Regions from separate parts of the Sus scrofa genome. Here regions 1, 2 and 4 are each linked to region 3. Evidence: chromatin contacts called from public HiChIP or PLAC-seq and promoter capture Hi-C data. All regions are on one chromosome and are shown on one strand. Each heading gives the region's core, a stretch centred on a gene start, on an enhancer-like site or on the middle of the called end of the contact. The rest is flanking DNA. Distances are from core to core; before and after follow the strand shown.

What was found. Promoter capture Hi-C pulls out the DNA fragments that hold promoters and counts their contacts. HiChIP or PLAC-seq counts read pairs in DNA pulled down with a chosen protein or histone mark.
Region 1: a contact with region 3 is called in an H3K27ac HiChIP or PLAC-seq map of skeletal muscle. The contact joins the promoter of CLN6 here to the promoter of PIAS1 in region 3. A contact is called at or near these places in 1 of 5 promoter capture datasets (fetal skeletal muscle) and 2 of 2 datasets of contacts at active chromatin or transcription factors (alveolar macrophages and skeletal muscle).
Region 2: an H3K27ac HiChIP or PLAC-seq map of skeletal muscle shows a contact between it and region 3. The contact joins the promoter of CALML4 here to the promoter of PIAS1 in region 3. A contact is called at or near these places in 1 of 5 promoter capture datasets (fetal skeletal muscle), 1 of 47 Hi-C or Micro-C datasets (skeletal muscle) and 2 of 2 datasets of contacts at active chromatin or transcription factors (alveolar macrophages and skeletal muscle).
Region 4: a contact with region 3 is called in a promoter capture Hi-C map of fetal skeletal muscle, with 4 times the contacts expected there. The contact joins the enhancer-like site here to the promoter of PIAS1 in region 3. A contact is called at or near these places in 2 of 5 promoter capture datasets (fetal skeletal muscle and liver), 5 of 47 Hi-C or Micro-C datasets (alveolar macrophages, brain, embryonic fibroblasts and 2 more) and 2 of 2 datasets of contacts at active chromatin or transcription factors (alveolar macrophages and skeletal muscle).

Annotation. Positions count from the first base shown.
Region 1 is chr1:166,124,716-166,127,831 of Sscrofa11.1, reverse strand. CLN6 (ceroid-lipofuscinosis, neuronal 6, late infantile, variant) reads left to right here and starts at 1,786. Exons shown (of 7, transcript NM_001243614.1): 1 at 1,786-1,975. The coding sequence starts at 1,890.
Region 2 is chr1:166,097,968-166,101,462 of Sscrofa11.1, reverse strand. It overlaps CALML4 (calmodulin-like 4), which reads left to right and starts at 1,669. Exons shown (of 5, transcript NM_001244619.1): 1 at 1,669-1,908; 2 at 1,991-2,021. The coding sequence starts at 1,906.
Region 3 is chr1:165,955,481-165,958,706 of Sscrofa11.1, reverse strand. It overlaps PIAS1 (E3 SUMO-protein ligase PIAS1), which reads right to left and starts at 1,593. Exons shown (of 14, transcript XM_003121749.6): 1 at 1,543-1,593. The coding sequence starts at 1,566.
Region 4 is chr1:165,781,655-165,784,739 of Sscrofa11.1, reverse strand. No RefSeq gene overlaps it. Among named protein-coding and RNA genes, the nearest start is that of SKOR1, 30 kb to the right of the region's middle. Within about 2 kb of position 1,734, at least 51 of the 83 cell types and tissues checked have an H3K27ac peak or open chromatin away from gene starts, as enhancers often do. A contact at or near this core is called in alveolar macrophages, brain, embryonic fibroblasts and 2 more, where this site is marked.

The DNA.
Region 1 (3,116 bases), core at 537-3,036, 170 kb before region 3:
ACCTCACTGTCAGCTCAGAAGTCCAAAGTCACAGCTAGAATGTCGATCTGAAATCAAGTACCCCAAACCAAGTTCATGATTAATCTATCCCAAACTAGCCCACTTTGACTTCAACTCTGTGCTAATGGAACACACTGATCAACCAGTCAGGTGACTAAAATTGTTACTGTTGATAACATCAAGTGGTCAAAAAAATGTCACCTGTCATTTCAGTAAACAAAGGATGTTGCAGCCATAAAGTCACGAGCCATGGCAGCTGCCCCGAAGGTGCACCCTGAGGTGAATTAAGGATGGAGAAAAACAGGATAATGGCCCTTGATAGTTAAGGGACACATCAAAGGAATGATTTCAATGAGTCCAGAAAAAGTAGAAAAGAGAAAAAATAGAAAAGCACTTGATTAATGGTAATCTTCTGATGTTTGACTCTTTTTTTTTTTTTCAGCAAAAATTTCTATTATCCTGGTTCCTCCCTTAACCTCTGTGGGTGGAACAGTTTCTCAGAGCTATCTGAGAGGCTACCAGCTGCCACTATAACCCTCAGGAAGGTCCCCAAATACAACATAATTCTCAACGTTCAGGTTGTGCTTTTTTTCAACTGACAGTCATTAATGTACAAAAATTACTATTATAGATGTCATGATGAATATACAAACCCAGGTCGTTTCTCCAGGGCAAGATGGATCACCCTGCCAGAGAATTTTAAACTAGGGCTACCCTGATTCCTGAAACTACAATTAACAAATGTCACAAGACACTGATTAATTACAGCTTCTTTGCTCTTCTCTTTTGGAAAACAAAACAAAAAAAATTCCTCTAACTCAATGACTAAATTGGAGTGGAACTGAGCGAGGCTTGTCTCTCACTCCCTCATTTGGTACCCTGCAGTAAACCCTCTATCCTTCACCAGAACCTGGTGTCAGCAGATTGACTTTGCTGCAGGTCCACAGCACACCCACTGGGTCCTCCAGAAGCCTGTCTGAACCCACCCTCTCCAAGTCTCTGCGCACACAATACTCAGTACTTTCCCCAGCACATCACTTACCAATCCTCCTCCCACCACCCCTCAAATGTAAGCCCCACTACAGCAAGATTCATCTGTTCTTGTATGCGCAGTGCGCTGCTCACAGCAAGAGTTAATACAAATTTTAATGGGAGAGAAGGAAGTAACTTTTCCGAATCCACTGAGCCCAAGCGTGACAAAGCCAGAATTGGAATCTGCGTCATCCCACGCCCCCGCCCCCCAGCTTGGAAAAAAAGTCTCTGCTCCTGTGCATCCGACCTTCCTATCCCACGGCTTATTTAATGCCTAGCGTCAAGTGCCACAAAGTTGACATTTTCAGACGCGACATCTTCCATCTGCGGAATGAAGGTGCGTAGCACAGTGGGGAAAGGACATGAACCCCTCTCCCCAAGGACAAAGGAAATCTCGCCTTGCCTCCTCCTCAGGGAAGCATTCCGGTCGGGTGAGTCATTTCCCACGTGCTTAGTCTGCCTTAGACCAATATCTGAGTCTCAGGCAGCCTAGGCAAAGCCTCCCGCCCCTTGTCAGGAGCGGATCCCAGCAAATCCCAGCCCCAGTTGGCCCGAGGCAGGGTGCGCCTGCCTCTGCCTCCGCCCCCGCTCCCCGCTGGGGACGCCACCTACCTCCCGCCCCGACTTCCTCGTGTGGAGCTCGCCCCGCCTCCCTTTCCATCCACCGGTCTCGGAGTAGCACCCGCCGTTCGCCCCGCCCCGCGGGGCCCCGCCTCCGGCCCGCACCTCCCCTCTCCGCGCTCTCCCGAGGGCCCGCCCCAGCGGTTGGCCTGTGTTGTAGCGGCCGCCGGGCCCACCGAGCCAGTCTCCAGCTCGGGACAGCGTGGTGGAGGGCCCGGCCTGCCGGCGGGGCAGCCATGGAAGCGGCGGCGCGGAGGCGGCAGCAACCGGGAGCGGCGGGCGGCCCGGGCGCGCAGCCGGGCGCCTCCTTCCTGCAGGCCAGGTGGGCGCGCGCCGGGCGGCGGAGCGGAACCGCGGCCCCACCACGTGACCGGGCGGGATCGCGGCGCCGGGGCTGCGGAGCCCGGGATGGGTCTTTCCCCCTCTGGCTCTGCAGCTGCTCTCTCGCCCACTCGCCTGGGCCCCGCCTCCGCGCTCTTTCTCTTCCCGGGCGAGCCCTCCGCCCAGGGAGGCTCAGCAGCCTTGACCGGCTTTGGGACAGTCTGTCAGCTAAGGGACGTCTTCAGGGGTCCAAGAAACCTGGAGGGGTGGGGGTGGTGAGCCTAGAGGACACCCCCGCTCACTTGAGTCCCCAAGGCTCCTGCAAGCCCCAGGCGCCACCCCGAGTTCTCCTGCCCCCTCAGCCATCAATAGGAGTTGGATTCTGGTGTTAACATGAGGCTCACTCCTTGCCTCAAGGAACCCAAGAATGTGGGAATGTAAATGAAAGACAGCGAAGTGTGGAAGCTCCCCTCGGGAGAAAATGAGGAAGGGCTTTTCTCACAAGGTTGCTGTTCTCTCGGGAAGAAGTTAATGGTTTATTTAGTTGAGACGAGGCACTTGGGGCGGGGGAAGGTACAGAAGTCATTTTTATTTTATTTTATTTCAGGGAAAAAATCGATTTATTAAGATAGGACGCTAGTGAGACGTGCAAGCGGGCAGGCAAGGAGGCTCTGCCAGAAGCAACTTTTAAATCTTTCCCTCCACTCTGCCTTCATCCCGAAACATTCGTTGCCTATTACAGGCATTCATTAAGCATCTCTGGTGTGCCCCGCTCTGTGTCAGGCGCTGAAATGGTGGATGAGGTGAAGCCGGAGAGTCCCAGAGTCCAGAAGGACCTGGGAGGGACAGAATCCAAGCAGGGGCTGAGAGGTTATCTTGGAGGACTTCCTGGAGGTAGTAGCATTTGAGGTGCATCTCAAAATACTCAGTAGGTGACAGGGGAAGAAAGGCTGTTCCAGCTTGAGGAAAGGCAAGCGGTGCAGTGGTGCTGGAGCTTTCCATGTGTACAGTGGCAGGAGGATGCAGACTGGTTGCAGGCTGGAACCTGAATGAGAGCCTAGAGTGCAAAATTTAAGGAGACGCTCACTCTTGGAACACTCAAAAACCTTCCATGGCTCCCTTGCGCCTATTTAAATGTTGGG
Region 2 (3,495 bases), core at 420-2,919, 140 kb before region 3:
TCCTACTTGCATGACTATCCAATCCTCTTAATCATAGGGCTTAATTAGTAATTGCCTCTTCACTTGCCCCCTGCCCCAGCCATTGGTTTCCCTGGTACCTGATGAGCCAACCCAATGTCAACTCCCCCTATAAAGAGTAGCTTCTGCCATGCCCCCCCACCCCCCAGCAAGAAATGTCCTACCTGCCATCTGCCATACACAGTGGGGTGCCACTCCAGGACTTGGCTTCAGACAAGATGCCCTGTCCAGTAAATCACTGGTGTCTCTGGCCCTTAGCTGGATGAAGCCCAGCCACGTCTCCCCTGAGAGTCCCTTTCCAAAGGCAGGACGATTCTGAGTGCATTTTTGCCTGGACACTCCAGCCCCCCCAACCCCCTGGCCCCCAAGCTGCCACTCTGTGCCCCTCTCGCACTTCCATGGTCCCATCTCCTTTCCCCACCTCCCCCCACCCCAAGGCTGTTAATGAGAAGCTCCCCTCCTCTCTTGCTCTCCACCAAACTTTCCTCTTCTCAGCCCCAACAGGGAGGGGTCAGAAGCCTCCAGCTGAACATCTCTAGGTCTAGAAATGGGTGTGAAGGTGACTGATAGTGTAGAGGTAAAGGGAACCTTCCATATGGAGGCGGTTGGAGGAGGGAGGGAGAATGGTGGGCAAAGGAGGGCCCCACCTGTCCATGTGTCCCCACAGATTAGCAACAGGTCCCTCCTCTGTGCATGTGCAGCCCCTTTGCAGGCTTCACTTGTCCCTGGGCTGGGAGCTCTGGTGCTGCACACAACCTGTGCTGCCTTCTGTGCTGGTCCTAATAAGGTGGGTGGACCTTGGAGTTGGGGCCCCCAGGCCGGGCAGCCACCAGCCGTGGACAAGGATACAGCAGGTATCTGGGTGCCCAATGGGGAGAGCCCAGCTGTGCCGGGTCCAGCAGCTCCACTCACATCCTCAGGGGCTATGGGCAGCTGTGGGGGTAGAGCTCACACCACTGAGGAAATGGGGAGTCAGCAGCTTCTGCAGGAAGGGTGGGGGCTGCTGTGGTAAGAGGAGGGAAAGGAAGGAAAGTGGGAGGCTTCCTGGTGGAGAAAGTCACCTAAGAGGCCCCTTCTAAGCCCCCTGGGTAGCCTGTCTTGGGGCCAGATCTCCCAGTGCAGTTACCTACCCCTCACCCCCAGACCCAGCCTGAGTCCCTGGAAGGAGGGGAGGGAACTCTCACACATGAGAACTGACAGCACTCTGGCCTTTGACTCTCAAAAAGCCCTATGATGAGGTCCGGCTAGGACAGTGAGGCACAGAGCAGTGTAATGACATGCCAAGGTCACTCAGCAAATGGCTTGAGATCAGCAGGGCCTGTGTCCCTTCTGTCCATAGCATCCCCTGACTCTGGGGGTGGAGGTGGCTGTCACAGGGGTGCCATCAGGGCCGGGTTTTCTTTCACCTACAAGATGGTGTATGAAGAGCCTTAAGGCAGTGTGCCAAGTGCCTGACACCTAGGTGGAGTCTACCAGCCTCCAGAGAGAAAGACCCTGGCATCCCCTTCTGTGTGTCACCAACCCCTTCTTAGTGTCCACAGAGGGTTCCTAGGAAGGAACAATAGCGTTTGTCCCTTGGCTACAGAGCATCAACTTCCGGATGCAGGACTGTATGAAGGGGAAGCCCTTGTGCAGCTCTGGCCTCTCAAACCCCAAGCTGCTACCCGGCCCAGGGAGGCAAGCAGGCAGGCCTGGAACATCAGCAGAGCACAGGAAGCTGGAATCTGACCCCTGGCATTGGGCCTGGTCTCCATGGCAGCCGTGGATTTATTACCCGGGCCTCCACCCAGCTTGGTGGACTTTTGACTTGAAGTGGAGAGGAAGAGGAATGAGAAGGCGGTGCAGGGGACAGAGAGTGCACGGGTGGCAGCCGGAGGACCCTGCGTGATGGTAAGTAGGGGTCACTGTAGCCTGGCAGGGGCAGGGGGTGTTCGTGGGTCCCTCCCTGACGGTTTTTCTCTCTCTGCTCCAGGCCAAGTTTCTTTCCCAGGACCAAATTAATGGTAGGTTGAGTTTTCTTTTTCACTAGCAACTCACAGCGAAATATGGGTCTCATTAGGCGAGTTGCTCTGCTCACATTTTGTTGGTGGGTAGGAAGGCGGCTACAGCTTCGGCTTCAGGGCAGGGGGAGAGCTGGGCCCACCCATGGGCAAGGGGATGGCTGTTGGGTGGAGGCAGGTTGCAGTGGGGAGGGGCAAGGCTTGGAGGAAGGAAATGTCAGTGTTATGTTGTCAGTGTGATTTACAAGACAGTGATGGAAGAGGGCGCTCACTAGGTTTTCCTCCAGAACCTGCTGGTTGGGTTTAGGGAGGGAAGGGGAGAGGGGGTGGACCGAGAGATGCCAGCCACTGGCTGCAGCTGAGGGCCTGAAAAAAGAAGGGGCTTTGTCATTGGCTGAGAAAAAGGGCCCAGGTCTGCATTCTCTGGCAGGTTGCATCTACTCTCAGGGCCTCAGTCTCCTTATCTGTAAAGAGGGATCAGCTTAAGTGGTCTCTGAGGTCCCTCTGCCCTGTGACCAAGCCTAGTTTGGTGTAGGGAGCACTTTATCCCCCGGGTCCCCTTTATTTCTCACTGTGCCTGGTTCTGTTTCCCAAGGCCAAGCCCAGAGAGTTGGGTTACACAGAACGCAGGGGCCCAGATCTGATAGGGGAGGCCCAGCAGGGCTCAGGTTGGGAGGTAAACTGAGGCTTGCCTGGGCAGGGATTCCCGAGTTCTGGGTACCAGGAGCTTGATCTAAGAGGGAGAATGGGTGGGTGGATGGCAAGTTCCCAGTAGGCACCTCTGCATAGACCGCTGGATATCCTTACCCCAAAAGAGGGCCCAGAGCAGGGGCTTCTCTTGCCCAGATCTCAAGGCAAGACTTGGCTGAGTCTCACTGAGGCTGACAGCTGCACTGCAGCCCCATCACCCCACCAATACCTGGTTCTGAGCCTCAGTGACCATCCCTCTGGGGCCTCTGACTCTCCCAGAAGGAAGAAGGTAAGAGTGAGTCCCTTTGTATCCTAATATGTGACACAAAGAAAGTGACAACAAATGTTTAATGAATGATTAGATAGGGTGGCTGGATGGAGTGGGAAGACCCAGGGAACTTGGAGGCAGCAGATCTTGGCTCCAGTCACCTGTGAGCCTCAGTTGTCTCATCTGTGAAGTGGGAACAAAGACACTGCCTCACCAGGCTGCCATGAGAGACAGAGGATGTCAGCCATGAACCTGACATGGGGCCTAGGTGTCACCTAGATGTGTGCTGGAGCCAGCTTTCCCTGCCTAGCTTGAGCCAGCTGGTACAGTTTTAGGAATTTTTGGGAGCAGGTTGTTAAAATCAGCCATTAAATAATGGAAGATGAAAGAATGTTCCAACCTCTCTCTCTGCTACAAAACATTTTAAGATAGCTTTATAGCAATCAATAGTGCTGAAGATTTGACAGATTTCCATTTAATGAATATAATTTGCGCAAAGGTAACATAGTTTAATAGAAG
Region 3 (3,226 bases), core at 344-2,843:
ATTGTGGAAAACGATTTCCCAGGGAAGCTTTCCACTGGAAAACTCCAGAGACAAACCTGACGTTTGGTTGTTCTGGAAGTTGTTTCATTGTAACAGAGATAATTTTTAAGTAATTTTTATTAATTATAAAACGACAACTCTCCCCAAAGATTTACAACTGTATATCCCATCTCCATTCTGACAGAGATGTCAGTTCTCTGGGTCAAGATACGACCAGCTGCTCGGTTCACACACAGGAAGCCACAGAGAAGGGAATATCGCGTTCACAGCCTCGAAATAATACTCGTTAGTTAAAAACTGATTGGTACTAAAGCAAAATTATTCAAGCGGGGCCCCATTTGTCACAATCCAATCAGGAGGGTTCCACCCCCCCTTCCCCAGCTGCTTGTGTAGTGGTGTATCTGCTTCAGTAAAGAAGCCATCATCAGGTAAAGAAGCTTGGGGTGGGAGAAAAAGCGGGGAAAAGGGGGCACCCTTTCATCCAATTTCGCGAGGCGTGAGTAACTGGTACAGTTGAAAGGAACGGAGGAACGTTCTATTTATTGGGAGTTGAAGTAGGACGAGGGGAGAATTTCGTTCAAATCAACATGGCCAGCAAGATGTCCCTACAAACAAAAGGCAACGGGGGGATATAAACACGAACCATTCACCTCCATCAGCTATAGCATCGCCATCATGGTGTGTGCAGAGACCCCCGAAGGCTCCTCTCACCCTCCACACCAGCCAAAAGGGAAGAAGGGGGAGTAGTTGCTTCCCACCACCTACCACTGCTTCCAAATACACACCCTCCGAGGGGGTTTCAACCCCCAAAGCCCCGCCGCTGCCCAGAATCAGAAAGAGTACCGTCCCGCCCCGACAAACTCCCCCGCTAACCCCCCTGTCGAACCCCAACGCCAGCCCGGGGTTCACTAAACTTTAGCGGAGCTTCTCCCCACATCCCCACCCCTAAGCCCCCAGGATCTTGCTGTCCACCAGTGGGGCACCCCAAGCGCCTCCTGACAGGCGGGCGGCCGGGGAGAGCCGAGTCCCGGGCGGGGGCGGCAGGGAGCCACGGAGGGGCGGGGCGGCCGGAGCCAAGTTCCCGGGGGTCTGGGGAGAGCGCCTGACAGGAGCCCGGGACTGCAAAGGAGGAAGAGGAAGCGGCGGCGAGGAGCTTTCCCAATCCCCCCTACACAAACACCCTGCCCCCGCTCCCCACGGGGGGCGGGGAGGCTGACTGGAAGGTGAAGAAGCCGAGCCCCGAGGACAGCCGCGGCCCCCACCTCCCGACTCCCGATCTCCTCCCCCGCCACCCCCGCCAGAGGCGCCCACAACAATAACACGCCGGGGACGACCCGTCAGCGCCCCCGAGGCACCCGGGGCCCGCGGCCCGCCGCTGCCGGGCCCCCTCTGCCAGGGCCGGGCGCGCCGCTCCTCCCTACAACTCCAGGCCTGGATGGAGTCAGGCTCGAGCGGCCCCCCAGGGTCGGACCCATTCCCCCTGGCACCAGCCGCGCCGTCTCCGCGGCCGAATATTAGAAGTGAATTCGAGCTGCGCTTTACCTTTAGTTCCGCACTGTCCGCCATCTTGCGTCTGTCAGCGCAAGCGCAGTGAATCTCGTCGGGGGCCGCCGCTAGGCCCGCCCCTCTAGCCAGCCTGGCCCCGCCCCGGTCCGTCCCCTCTTGCCCCTCCACCTCCCTGGCCCACCCCCGGCCTCCGCCCCGCTCCCCGTGCTCGCAGCCCCGCCCCGGGCACGTACAGCTGCGAGACAGCCACGTACTATTTAAATAATGGCGCCAAGCGGGGAGGTTTGACAGTTACTCCCCCCCTCTGCTTCCCTGCCCCCCATCCTTGCCAGGCCAGCGCCTTAGGGGAAAGGCCAGAGACAGAGGGCTGCTGGCCTGAAACCCGCCCCTCCGCGGCCTGCGGAACCATTCTGCAAAGCTTCTTTGCCTGCAGTCTCAGGAAACAATAATGCCCCTCTCCCCCAATCAGCAAGTCCTTTTCAGCACCTGCTACCTGCGATGCTACACGTGGGCTAAAAATAACAATCCGTTATCTTTAAGGATCACTTGATGAAGCATTTCCAGGTTCATTAGCTCAGATCCTCCTCATGACGACGCGGTGAGGCAGGCAAGGAAGAGATTACAATTCCTGTGGTATATATATTCAGATATAAAAACTCAGAGGGGAAAAGTGACTTGCCCAAACAAGTACTTAAAAGAAGTTACCCTAAGACAAAATTCTGAAGTTCATTTTTTGTTTTAACAAATAATTATTTAGTGACATTGTACCAGCCCTGTTTCTGGGGGCTATGTTGATATATATACGTTGGGAAGTTAAAAACAATAAAGTCCCTGCCTTCAGTAGTTCTCTAATGAAGGAAACAGACAAGTTAACCAATAAAGATACAATTACAAATGGCGAAGAATACCAAAAATGAGCAAACGGTCCAGTGAGAGAAAACGGGGTTGGGAGAAGATGTGCTTAATACTGGAAGGGCTTTCACCACTAAACCATTTAAGTAGACATGATAAAAGAATTATTTCACACCTTTTCCTCTCTTCTAAAAGCCTCCTGTTCCTCCTCCCAAACTCCACATTTTACTGCTCAACTTTGTCTCATATCTGATGGAAAATAAACCAAATACTAAGTCCCTTGTCTTCTCACTACCAAAACTACACATAGGCATAGTAGCATTTGGGTCATTATGAATGAAGTGTCCCTGCAACTATGAAGGCCAATCCCTCTACTGGATCTGGATTTTTTTTCTCTCCCACATTCCTAAGGATTTTACTTCTACCCTGCCTCCAGCATCCAGCATCATTATTTTTCTGCCCTCTCTATTAGATTACCTTTTTTTTTTTTGGCTGCATCATGGCACGTGGAAGTTCCCGGGCCAGGAGTCAAACCCCCGCTAGAGCTGTGGCAACTGGGATCCTTAACCCACTGTCCACAAGGGAACTTCTTATTAAATTACTTTTATCTGCATATAAACATACTGAAATTTCTCCCATCCAAAACAAACGTTCATGACTGCAAAATCAGAACTGCTCAATTTCTCTGCTCTCCTCACTGCATAAATTCTGAAAAAGGTTTTTCAAGAGCTCTGTACAGTGCTTGTTTCCCCACTTCCTCACTTCACATTCACTTCTCAGCCAACTCTGATCCAGCTTGGAATTCCCTCACCTAGATCACTTATCAAGATTACTAATGATGCCCAGGTTTCCAAAGTCAATTGCCAAT
Region 4 (3,085 bases), core at 485-2,984, 170 kb after region 3:
TAAGACAATTCCTATAAATGTGCTTCAAAACACCATCCTTTTCTCCCAGGGACCTTGGTCCTTTAGACGTCCTCTCTCTCTCCTGAAATTTTCTTTTCTTTTCTTTATTAATCTTTTTAGGGCTGCACCTGTGGCATATGGAGGTTCCCAGGCTAGGGGTCTAATCAGAGCTGTAGCTGCCAGCCTACGCCAGAGCCACAGCAACGTCAGATCTGATCCGCATCTGCGACCTACACCACAGCTCATGGCAACACTGGATCCTTAACTCACTGAGCGAGGCCAGGGATCGAACCTGCATCCTCATGGATGCTAGTCAGATTCATTTCCACTGAGCCATGACAGGAACTCCTCTCTTGAAATTTAAACCCTCCCTCCCCACAGGGATCCTTCTCCTCATTCCAGCAACATAATTGAATCTCACCCATCCCCAAAAAATCCCTCCTTTGTGTGCTTTGGGACAGGCATTCTCACGCACTGCAGGTGGGAGTGTAAACTGGCAAGATTTTTCTGGGAAGGACTTTGGTAAACTGAATCAAAAGCCTGAAAAATATTTGCACCCTTTGTCCCAGTAATCCTACCTCCAGAAATCCATCTAAGGAAGTAATCAGAAATGCTGACAAGGAGAGATGTTTAAAGATGTTAATCTCACTGTTATTTTAACAGCAAAAATTGGAAACAATCTAAAGTTTCAACATTCAGGGATAGGTTCAATAAAGTTTACTTAAATATAATGAAATTTTGTGCAGTCACTAAAAATATTCTTAAAGAAGAGCCAACATGGGAAACAACGTTATAAGTGAAAACAGCAGCGTATAAAAAATACATACAGTACGGGGCAGATTTTGTTATATATAAAAATGGCTAACGCTTCTGGAATGTTAGCTATTATATACAGCCTCTCACTCAATCTTCACAACATTCTTCTGCAATTAACACTGTTATTCATGTTAGGTAAAGAAAGAAACCAGTTAGAAAGAAAAACATCAATGTCTACAGGGAAGAAGAACAAGGGTAACTGATGAATTTTATTTTCTTCATGCTCTTTTTTATTTTCCAACTCTTTAACAAGGAGGTATTATTTTTTTTTGTCCAACAGAAATATCGAATTTTTCTTCTCCTTTCTAGTTTATATATGTGAGGACTGAAGAATCGGAACAATACAGAGAAAATGAAAACTCTCCACCCACTACTGCTATTCCAACCACAGAGAGAGTCCACTGTGGACAGTCTGGCTGTTTAATATTTGCCTTTAATTCGTATTTGGCTTTGGTATTTATATTTGCTTTTCCATTGCGAATGTAGACATATACACTTGAAAAAGCAAACGTGATCATCTTACCATGTCAATACTTAAAACTCGCTAATCTGGGTCCTTTTGGGAGGCTGCACTTTGGTTTCTGTCCTGAGGGATGTCCAGGGCCCCTTTCCAAGTGGTGAACCATCTCTGGTCCTGGCCACCCACCCCAAGGGCTCCGGGTTTAGGACCTGGAGAACTGCGTTCTGGCAGAAGCCATTTACTAGCTGTGTGACCAGAGGCTAACCACTTTTGCTCTCTGAGAGTCTGTTTCCCCATCCTTCAGATGGCCGTTACAGCTCTTGCCTTGCCCAGTTTACGGGGACACCGCGATGCTACAAATGCTGACGGCTGTGACCGGTTGGTTAAGTGCTGCCCCTAAATCAGTCCTCTTCAGGCTCCTCCCTTCTGCCTCTCCATTTCCCTGCAGCCGGAGAGATTCTTCAACTTAAGTAGAAAAGGAGGCTGGAGGGCCGCGCGAAGGGAAGGGACGTGGTCTCCAGGCAAGCTCTAGAAACCTAGAAGCTCGAAACTGACTTGTGAACCCCGCTTGGGCTGACTCGAGAGTCTTCTGACTGGCATCTGCGGAGGAGGAATCTCTGGAGGTGGAAGCAAAAAAACAAATGCCTAGAGTGCAGCGGCGTGTAGCAGAGGAAAGCACTAGAGGGCTCAAAACGCTGCCTTGCGTCCACCTCCAAAGTGGATTTTAAAGGCTCTGCAAGAGCGAGCCAGAGCAGAGGCGAGGGCCTTCTCCTGCGGAGCCGCCGCCCCCTGGTGGCGGCGTGCACATGTTACAGCTGCTTGATAGGCCCCGCCTCCTCGCGCAGGGGCTGTGGGCTGTAGGGATTGAGTTGCCATTCACACGTCCTGAAACTAAAGAGCCCTTAGCCAGTTCCAACCAAAACTGAAACGTGCCGGAAAGGGGAGGTCAGGCCTAGGTGAACCAGGACTGGAACCTGGGACTCCAGATGTCTCACCCAGTGGATGATTACAATTTATGGTAATCGTTAAAGCAAAAAGCCCTAGGCAATGAAGAGTTTATTCCAGTTATTGGAATAGGGAGAAGGGGCATGAACACCAAATGTCTGGTGGGTTTTTTTTTTGTTGTTTTTTGGGTTTTTTTTTTTTTTGTCTTTTCTAGGGTCACTCCCGTGGTATATGGAGATTCTCAGGCTAGGGGTCTAATCGGAGCTGTAGCTGCTGGCCCACGCCAGAGCCACAGCAACACCCGATCTGAGCTGCGTCTGCAACCTACACCATGGCTCATGGCAACGCCGGATCCTTACCCCACTAAGCAAGGCCAGGATCGAACCCTCAACCTCATTGTTCCTAGTCGGATTCATTAACCACTGAGCCACGATGGGAACTCCCCAAATGTCTTAAAGAAAAGGAAGTCGCCTAAGGTTTCAGAGAGGCAGGTGACCAGGGAGTCATCAGCCAGTCTCATGGGAATAGCAACAAAGGAGGTACATGGGTTGTTTTCTTGGCATATGCGAGAGCAAGGAGGTCCTGTTTCCCCAGAACTTAAGGAGGTGGGGAGTTTCTTATTCCTCCCTGCCTTTCAAGAGCACAGGACTCAGATAAAACTCAACGCTCTCATAATAAATGGCACAGACTACTTAAGAGGTGAGCATAGCGAGGCCCAGGTCATGCATCTGTGGATTTTAGTAGTGAGACAAGATTCCAACCTGCTGATACGAAACAACAAAGAGTCCCCAACCTGCAGTTTAAAGTTCCCTCTAAGCATAAAATCATAAAGTTACTGTGCAAGAGAGGAACTGAGCCAGCAGC